Linked DNA regions of Zea mays: region 1 is linked to region 2. Evidence: chromatin contacts called from public Hi-C data. All regions are on one chromosome and are shown on one strand. Each heading gives the region's core, a stretch centred on a gene start, on an enhancer-like site or on the middle of the called end of the contact. The rest is flanking DNA. Distances are from core to core; before and after follow the strand shown. Region 1 holds the start of LOC100382446. Region 2 holds the start of LOC541772.

Region 1 (4,551 bases), core at 1,324-3,823, 250 kb after region 2:
GTGCCTTGAAAAAAAAAAGACAAAGAAATCAATGATTATATTGCATTACTTCTAGTTCACATCAATCGCCAAATCCAATTTCAGAATTAGCAGCTTCATGAAGGTCTTATACACTTTTCATTTGTCAGCATTTGAAATCAATCTGATAGCTATAAGACTAGACAAAAATAAATCAACCATCCTAGGAGGAACTAGGTGTCACTGTAAATAAGAAGAATAAGTGTCAAAAATTCAAGTGGATGAGGACTCAAACCTAAGTGGTGGAGGTTGTCGGAGTTACTACTGCAGAAGACTAAGCCCATTTCCTAAAATAGATCATCATGCGACAATCATGGGAAAAAAGAAGAAGACTTCTGCCTACCCACACCTAGCTCAGTCAACCCTTGAAAAGATCATCATGGAAATTGAACATAAAAATACACTGCACTTGATGTGCTTGTGGGCACGAATGATGAAAAGTTTGCAAGTATGCAGTAGTCCTTACTTGGATATATAAAAACATCATGAGTAATTTGTCAACAATGAGCTTATTTGAATTGTGATAAAAAAATAAAAGGTAATTAGATGAATGGGTGTTTTGAGGGATTATCTGCATTCATGTCTAGACTATCATGACTGAAGTTTCAGTATGAATTTTTGGACAACCTCTGAACATCCTCGGCTCATAGCTTCAATTCCAACGGATCCAGTACCACTATACAAGTCTAGCCACCGACCCGGTCTGAGTGAAGCAGGAGAACCACCAGCTGACTGCAAGGTATGGTCATGAATCAAGGAAGGTCTATGAGTAAATCAAAAGGGGAACAATGATTAAAGTGGCATCAACCGATAGATGGATACCTGTAAAATGTCAAAGGCTGCTCCTCGGACAACTTCCATCATTGGACGGACATTCCTATCTTTGGGTGAAAGTAATTTCCTTCTGCGGACTTTTCCACCTAGCACCTGAAAGAAACATAGAGACTTTGAGTACCCAAAAGTAGCTCGTTTCAAAATAACCACTTAGCCTCTATGCTAGTTATAATTCTTAGAAAATCATGTAAACCAGTGACGTTTTTTTTTTTGTGTGGAAAGTATATGCACCAAATCTCACAATTAAAAAATGATTCCAGCACATAAACCTGTTTACTTCTTTAGACAATAAAAATGTTGCCCCACAAATCTGGCGTTACAGGTTACTGTTAGATATGCATGCATATAAGTAGCACCGAGCAACAAACAGATCTTTTTTATTTGGAAAATCATTTCAAGTTTGTTGAAAAAGAAAACTGAAACAAGAACCTTTTTCTCAGAAGCCGCAACTTTGTACACAATTCACAGAATGAGATGGGAGAGAAACTGCTTTCTTCAGCCACATACATAAATATAATATAAGTGTACAGGCCAATACATGTCTGCATCAAGCTCAACATTTTGTATGGCTTTACTGGCTTAAATATGATAGGTGCAAAGGTGCATCACTGTTACCAGATCAAATATGCTAGTATTATTTTCTTAAAGAAAGGAGCAACATATGCTAGTGAAATAAAGAGATACTAATCAATATTACCATTTACCCACAGTCTATCAATCAAACCGTAGCATACACATGAAACAGCTTTAAGATTTCTCTAAAGCTTAATCCAGGTCGCTAGCACCATTAAAACAAACAAGTGATCAATTACATAGCTCTTGTGGGACACTGAACTACAACAAATACACGCTGATCTTCAGATGTATCAGGTCCAAAAGCAAAACCCCTTCCAACTAGATGAATTAGTGCAGGTTGCGTACAAATGGATATAACAAATAGGCAAACGAACTACCTTAATCCACAAGTACTATTTAAACAAATAGGGGACTCAAAACTACATGCTCTACGCACTGAGCTTCAGTTTTGGGTCTAAAAGCGAAGCCCCTTGCATGTTAATGAATCAACGGACGCTGCATGCAAATGGTTGCGGCAGAAATGCAAGTCCAACTTAGCACACAGTTCAACAAATTGAATCATATTCTTGTGTGATTCTGAAGTACTGATTGATACAACTGCTGACAGTGCACGACCCAAAACAAAGGAACAGTTTCTGCCCAAACCTGGAGCATTTTGTGAGTCTCCCGAGGCTCCTCCACCTTCGCTGGAGTCACTGCCGCTTCCGCAGTTTGCTCCCCTCTCCCCGACTGCCGACGTCTCCGCCTGTCCTTTCTCTCTTCCTGCAAAAAATGAAAAGAGAAAGCATACCACTCAAAATCACACCAATTCGCAGCGACAATCATTACGAATAAGTTCAGAATAATTGGAGTAGACCCTCGGATTCTCCTCTGCATCTTCCTCGAAGTCGTTTGGGTTGAGCCCGTAGCTCTCCAGGAAACGCCTGCGCTCCCTCGCCGCCGCCGCCGCGGCGCCTGATGGTGCCGCGGAGGCTGCAACGGGAAGACGGCGAGCGGGGGCTCGAACGGATACGTGCTTAACCTTAGCAGGGTCCGGGGCTCGTAGTCCGGGAAGAGACATACGGAAGGGGTAGGCTGGCAGAGTGGAGGACGCCATCGGCGAGGAGCGGCGAGCACGGGACGCGCTCGTTGCCCTTCTCGATCCCGGCCTCCCCGGTCCCGGGAGTCCGGGACAGGAGACGAGAACGGATAAGAGGGTTCCTACTGGGAATCACAACTATCACCGTTCATCTGTTCTTGACTGCCCGATGGTATCTGGACGGCCAAGGTGAACAATGCTGATACTGTCCCAATGACAGTGGGCCATATTTGTTTGTGAGCACTCTTTTCATTCGTTTCTTTTTTAGAAAGATAGGTTGCCCTGCTTTATTTTTCACAAATAACTAGGTAAGTGTCCGTGCGTTCCAACGGAAACATATAATACCATGATAATTTATATCTAAATGTGTGTTATAAGAATCCAAGGGGAAATGGAAACAAGAGGTCACAAATATGATACATATCATAACAGATTAAAAAAGTTTTCTTCGACATAACGTTTATTGGTTGGATATTAAAACAATAGAAAGTCATTAGGTTGTCAATGTGTATTTGCAGAATAAAAAAGAATACAAACTAACCTTCACCCTAAATCCAGTAAAAATACACCTAAACCATACTCGCTTCAAATTGGCAAGATTTCACTTCCACACAAGAATCGCTAACATCAGCACATCATGTATTTAGTCACCTGAGAAACATAAACCTTGTAGTCGAGTAGCATCTGGGGCATCTTCTTCATATGATCTAGGTCATTCAAAGCGGGCTGCTAGCTTCTGCTACCCAACGATTGCATGTGGCGCATAGTGCAGACGCTAGAGCCGGGCGCGGTTGATGGTCCACCAGTGGGAGGAGGGGAGCAGGAGGACGACACGTAGAGTCGTCGGCCGATGTGCGGATGACCAGAGGCAAAGGCGTGAGGCGGTTGGCAAGACAAGTGTGGGAGAGCCACTGAGGCATACGTGGAGTCTAGGACTGCCCTGCCATTGCTGAGCGCCCAAGTATCAGCGTCGCCGTCATTACGTGCCGAGGGTGACTGAGGGAAGAAGCGGAAGCTAGTGAGGATCTAGGATGACAATAGTGATGTGGGATGAAGACACTATGCTCCAGGAACTCCTTGGAAGGTCCGAGCGGTGGGGGAGACTATCGTCGCCTCGAGCGTTGCCCGAATACATTCGTTGCCAACCTCGACATGAACGCGGGAGACAGAGCGAAGTTGGCGACCGCTTGGTAGAGCCCAACTTCATCTGGAGGGAGAGAGAGAAGCCTACCGCGATTTGACATGCACCATATGGGGCACCGTTGTGGCGTGTAGCGTGCTCCTGTAGCCGCTAAAGAAGTGGTGGGGACACCTCGCAGTACCGCTGCAGGTAGCCTTAGGTTGTCTCCAACAAGTGACTATAAACATCATGTACCCTAAATATAGAGGTTTTACATGTCTAGTATAGCTCCAACAAGAAACGCTAAAACTTCTGCTAAAATATAGCATGCATTCCTGGTTTGCAACATTTGGCGGAGTGGCGACCGCTCGCTATCAACTGTTCACACGCGCGCCGCCTCCTCCTGTTCTCTCCTGCGCTGCCTTGGAAGCTTCTGGAGGTCAAAGCAACAACACTGCTGATGTGGAGCAACTTGGTTCAGCCGCAACGCTGACGACACCAAAAAGTTGTAAAAGAAGGGCTAGAGCGAGGAAAGAGAGGAGATCGAGCAGATACTTGGGAGTCGGAGATCGAGTGCAGAAATGGAGGTGGCATTGCCCGTGACGTCTCCAAGCACGGTGATGTCGACCTCCATCACACGACGCAACCACATCCGGTGAAGAATGTTGAGCTCGATGGAGGCGACGCTGGCCACGGGCTCAGAGCTAGGACTGAGTGATGATGGCCACGCGATTCACATCTAGGATGGGGCAAGAACAGAGCAGACACGAATCCGGGAGGGGCGTTGCTAGCCATGGGCGCAGATTAGGGAAGGGTTCGACGACCATGTGCAGAGGAGGATATGATCCAAGACTGGGGCTACCTACTATTTGGTGAGAAGAAATATGGTAGGTCAACGACGAGCAAACCCACAACGACCCATTTA
Region 2 (4,222 bases), core at 865-3,364:
GTTATCTGGAAAAGGCAAACAAATATTGGTTCAACCATGTAAAAATGAGTTGACCATACACCAACGAAATAATGCATACCTTTGTAAGGAGCTGCTCCATATTTGCCTCCATTCCAACAATGTTAGTCTTCATCCTGTGAAAAAAATCAAAGATACATAGCAATACATGTTACAACTATAGAAAATAATAGCATTAGTACATCGAACTCATTAACAGAAGGAGAAGTCTGAACTATCAGTAAGGAAATAGCATCACCTTTTTATAGTGTCAGTTGCACTAATAAACTTGTTATAATTCTCATACACTAGCATCTGTAAATCTGTGTCTAGGTTCTTGATCTCAGTAGCCATCTTCACATGCCTTTGTAGAAGACCTTCCAGATTGGATTGTTGCACCTGAAAACCAGTAAACCACGTAAGTAGTGAGCATCCTACTCTTAGGTATCAGGACTAACAAACTAAACATGGTATTATGGCATACTAATTTACGCTTTCAACAAACGATATTACACTAGCAATAGCATATTAGAGGTATGTAGTTTGGGCCCAAAAAATCTAGCAAATTTTTCAGTAAAAGCCTCTCTTTAAATGTCTGAAATTCTGGGAAGCCTATAGTCCTTTGATCACATCGAATACATTGTTTTAACCAAACCTTAGTCAAGTCAGCGGTAATTAGGAAAAAAAAATTGAACAAAGTTCCAGCTAGCCAATCATTTAACAAGGTTAGTTGAAAGCACAAACCAAAAATATCCCAGGTCCATACAGAAAAAGGGTCAAACCCATTTCAACTTTCTTATAAAACCATTTGCAGCAATCCAAGTATGGAACAGTGTGAATAACTCAAGCCATTCAAGTGAAAATGGCAAGCCACGCAACAAATATATGCATAAAAGGTCATTTGAGTGGTAGGTCATGCTAAATTTCATATTATCTGAATGCCAGTAAGCTACGTAACAGAAAAGTGACAATATAAAAAGGTAATACCAGTGTTAATTATGTAGCATAAGCAAACTATATGAGTAAACTGAAACTGAAACTATAAAAAGGTAATGCTACTGTAACAAGTAGTCTAACTCTAACTACATAAGTAGCATGGCAATAAATTTAATCTTTCTGATAAATATCAGTCATGTGTCAAGATCTCAAACTCCAAGGATACTTATGCAGCATGGGAATGCTCCTAGTTAAAATAATTTTTTGAACACAGTCTAGTTAAAATAAATTTGATTGAGGACTTAGTTAAAAAAATAGACTTGCATGGAAAATTCAACAGTGTAGTGATGCAGCAAGCTAGCTATGTAAAAACTGATAGAATTATGTAGCTCTCTGCTTCAGATATCGTCTCTTGAGGGTTCTATTTCCTGAGCACAATAAAATTTATAATCACGATATACTGGAACAAATTTCATCAAAACTCAACTCCGTGATCTACACACATCAGAAATTTTAGCAGCATATACACAAATTTCAGAACTGGCTGTGTTTAAATACATAAGTTACATTTATAATCACAAGATACAGGAACAAATTTCATCAAAACTCAACTTCATGAGTTACGCACATCAGAAATTTTAGCAGCATATACACAAATTCCACAACCGACTGTGTTTGAATACATAAATAAGTAAACAGCATCATAGGATATGACAATTTGGCTCGGTTGATCTCGACACAAATGTGGTGTGCACTAATCAGATCAATTCCAGAAAGAGTCTAATAAATTCAGGGATTAGTCCAGACCAACTATACTATCCGACCGAGAAGCAGGGAGCTGGATCTGAGAGACCAGGAAGATGGAGGAAGTGGGGATCAGACACAAGCACGAACCAGGACATTCATGTAGATGTCGGGATCGAAGGAGGTGGAGTTGATTGAGTCGAGGGGCGATGCGGGCGCGGCGGTAGGGGACGGGCGCGCCAGGAACGCGGGGGCCGCGGCACCCCCGGCGGCCGCGGACGGGTCGGTGTTGTAGAAGCTAGCAAGGAGGTCGCGCGTGCGCCGCGCCTTCTCGTCCATTGCCGCCGGTGCGGCGCCACCGGCTGTCGCCATATCGGTGGGGCGTCGCGGTGGGTCTCGCAGTCGAGGCGCCGGAGAGACCAGAGAGGCTGTGGGAGTGGAGATGGAGAATGCCAAGGGGTGTTTTGGAAAGTTTCCTTTCCAAGCGTAAAGAGAGGTTAAGAGCATCTCAAGCTACGTCTAAATTTCACTATCTAAATTATCATTTATAGAGTTATTTACACTTTCTATCTTTTCAATTGTTGGAGGCCTTCGTCTTCCGAAGGTCCTCAAAAACATAATTTAACAACGTTTCTAGAGTATAATACATGAACAGGTATCTTCGGACTCGGATCAGAACCACAACATGAAGAAGTACAAAGGTTGGCGCAGAGCTGAAGCTATGCGCAGGGGACCTTCGGCGTGATATCAGAAAGGGGAACCGACTTAAAAGGGAAAAGACTATTCAGACCTCGATGGATTACTATACGGTCATTAGCAAATGTAAAGGGCATAAGTGTAATTTTACATGGGCTGCGTCCCGTGTCTATAAATAGATGAACAGTGTCCCGTACTGTTCACGCTGACTTGTCATTTTGCCTTTGCGTCACGCTTGTACTTTTACCTTCTTTCAAACCGAAGGTACATTTGTAATTTAACATCATTTCTATTTTTTCATGATAATAAAATAGAAATGAGCTAATGTTAATATATAATTGTTCATGTTATTTCTCATGCTTTATACGCTTCTTCTTTCGTTAGTGCATATTGTGATGACGAAGGTATGTCCTTCATAACCTTCGTCCGAAGATCGTTATATCCTTAGCGAAATAATGCTTCGAAGGACGAAGGGCATTAACCATTAACCTATTTTTTGTGTTGCCTTGTTCTTAAATCATAGCATTTGAAAACAAGTCCCCAACATTGGCGCCCACCTCCGGTGAATCCTTTTCGACCACCTTCGGCAAGCATTGACCTTCCTCATGCCACCGAAGAAAGCTTCAGTGACAGGGGCTGCGGCACTACTGCCGCTGGACCCAAATCAAGAAACCCTTTCTCTTCGAGAGGCCCGAAGTCAGAAGAGGAAAGCCACTAGTCCAACACCACAGGAGGACGAGTTGGACCAAGAAATCAGAAACACGGAGATGCTTCATCAACAAGTACAAAGGAAGAAGGAGAAGATGGCCCAACTAGCCGACCTTCAGAGGCAGATTGACGAAGCCATTGAAGAAGTACGCCATCTTGTTCAAGATGAGCAAGAACGAAGGCCCCAACACAGGGAGCTTCATCAAGAAGGCTTGTTCGATGATGATGGATGGTATGATGATTTTAATCGTGGTACCTTTACTTTTGACGATGCTTCTCCCTTGGCAACAGAACTGCAGGCTATCTCATGGCCCCCATCGTATAAGCCACCTCAGCTTCCGATGTATGATGGGCATTCAGACCCGAAGCAGTTTTTGATGAGCTACGAAGCAATTATATCTTCATACGGAGGCAATGCAGCTGTCATGACCAAGTCTTTCGTCATGGCAGTCAAGAATGTGGCCCAAACGTGGTATTCCTCTCTTCGGCCATGAACTATTACTTCATGGCAGAAGCTTAAGGATATGCTGGTAACAAGTTTCCAGAGCTTTCAGACGAAGCCAGTTACAGCTCAAGCTTTGTTTCAATGCACGCAAGACCACAAGGAGTATCTCCAAGCATATGTCTGAAGGTTCTTGCGCCTGAGAGCACAAGCGCCTACAGTGCCCAATGAAATTGTCATTGAGGCCATGATCAAGGGGCTTCGTCCAAGACCTACTGCCCAATATTTTGCTAGAAAGCCTCCACAGACTTTGGAGAAGCTGCTTGTCACACTCGGGCTTTAAGGAACAAAGCCGGGTGCATCTCATACATGCGCCAAAGGAGACAACATATATAATAACAGAGTGTATAAAGATAAATGTCACAATATAATCAGAGTACTTTATTACATAGCGGAAGTCTTACAAAATAAGAGATAAATATCGCATGATCTAAAATCTATCATTGGCGCTAGAAAGCTGACTGGGGGACGCCACCTAGATCAAGTCGAAAGCCTCAGTGTTAGGCGGCTCCTCTTCGACCACCTGTTCTTCTCCTGTGGGGGTGTGAGACAGCAAGAGTGAGCTCACATACGTTCATAACTCAACAAGTCGTGGGGAATAATGTGCATGAACTCACCAAAGGTGGGAGTTCATGTGAA

What was found. A called contact is a pair of places that touch in the nucleus more often than the background predicts.
Region 1: a contact with region 2 is called in a Hi-C map of leaf, with 4 times the contacts expected there. The contact joins the promoter of LOC100382446 here to the promoter of LOC541772 in region 2. A contact is called at or near these places in 2 of 25 Hi-C or Micro-C datasets (ear and leaf).

Annotation. Positions count from the first base shown.
Region 1 is chr5:8,790,456-8,795,006 of Zm-B73-REFERENCE-NAM-5.0, forward strand. LOC100382446 reads right to left here and starts at 2,574. Exons shown (of 9, transcript NM_001150720.3): 1 at 2,285-2,574; 2 at 2,074-2,190; 3 at 841-945; 4 at 646-750; 5 at 1-4. The coding sequence starts at 2,524.
Region 2 is chr5:8,540,155-8,544,376 of Zm-B73-REFERENCE-NAM-5.0, forward strand. LOC541772 reads right to left here and starts at 2,115. Exons shown (of 21, transcript NM_001348117.1): 1 at 1,828-2,115; 2 at 257-396; 3 at 80-134; 4 at 1-5. The coding sequence starts at 2,049.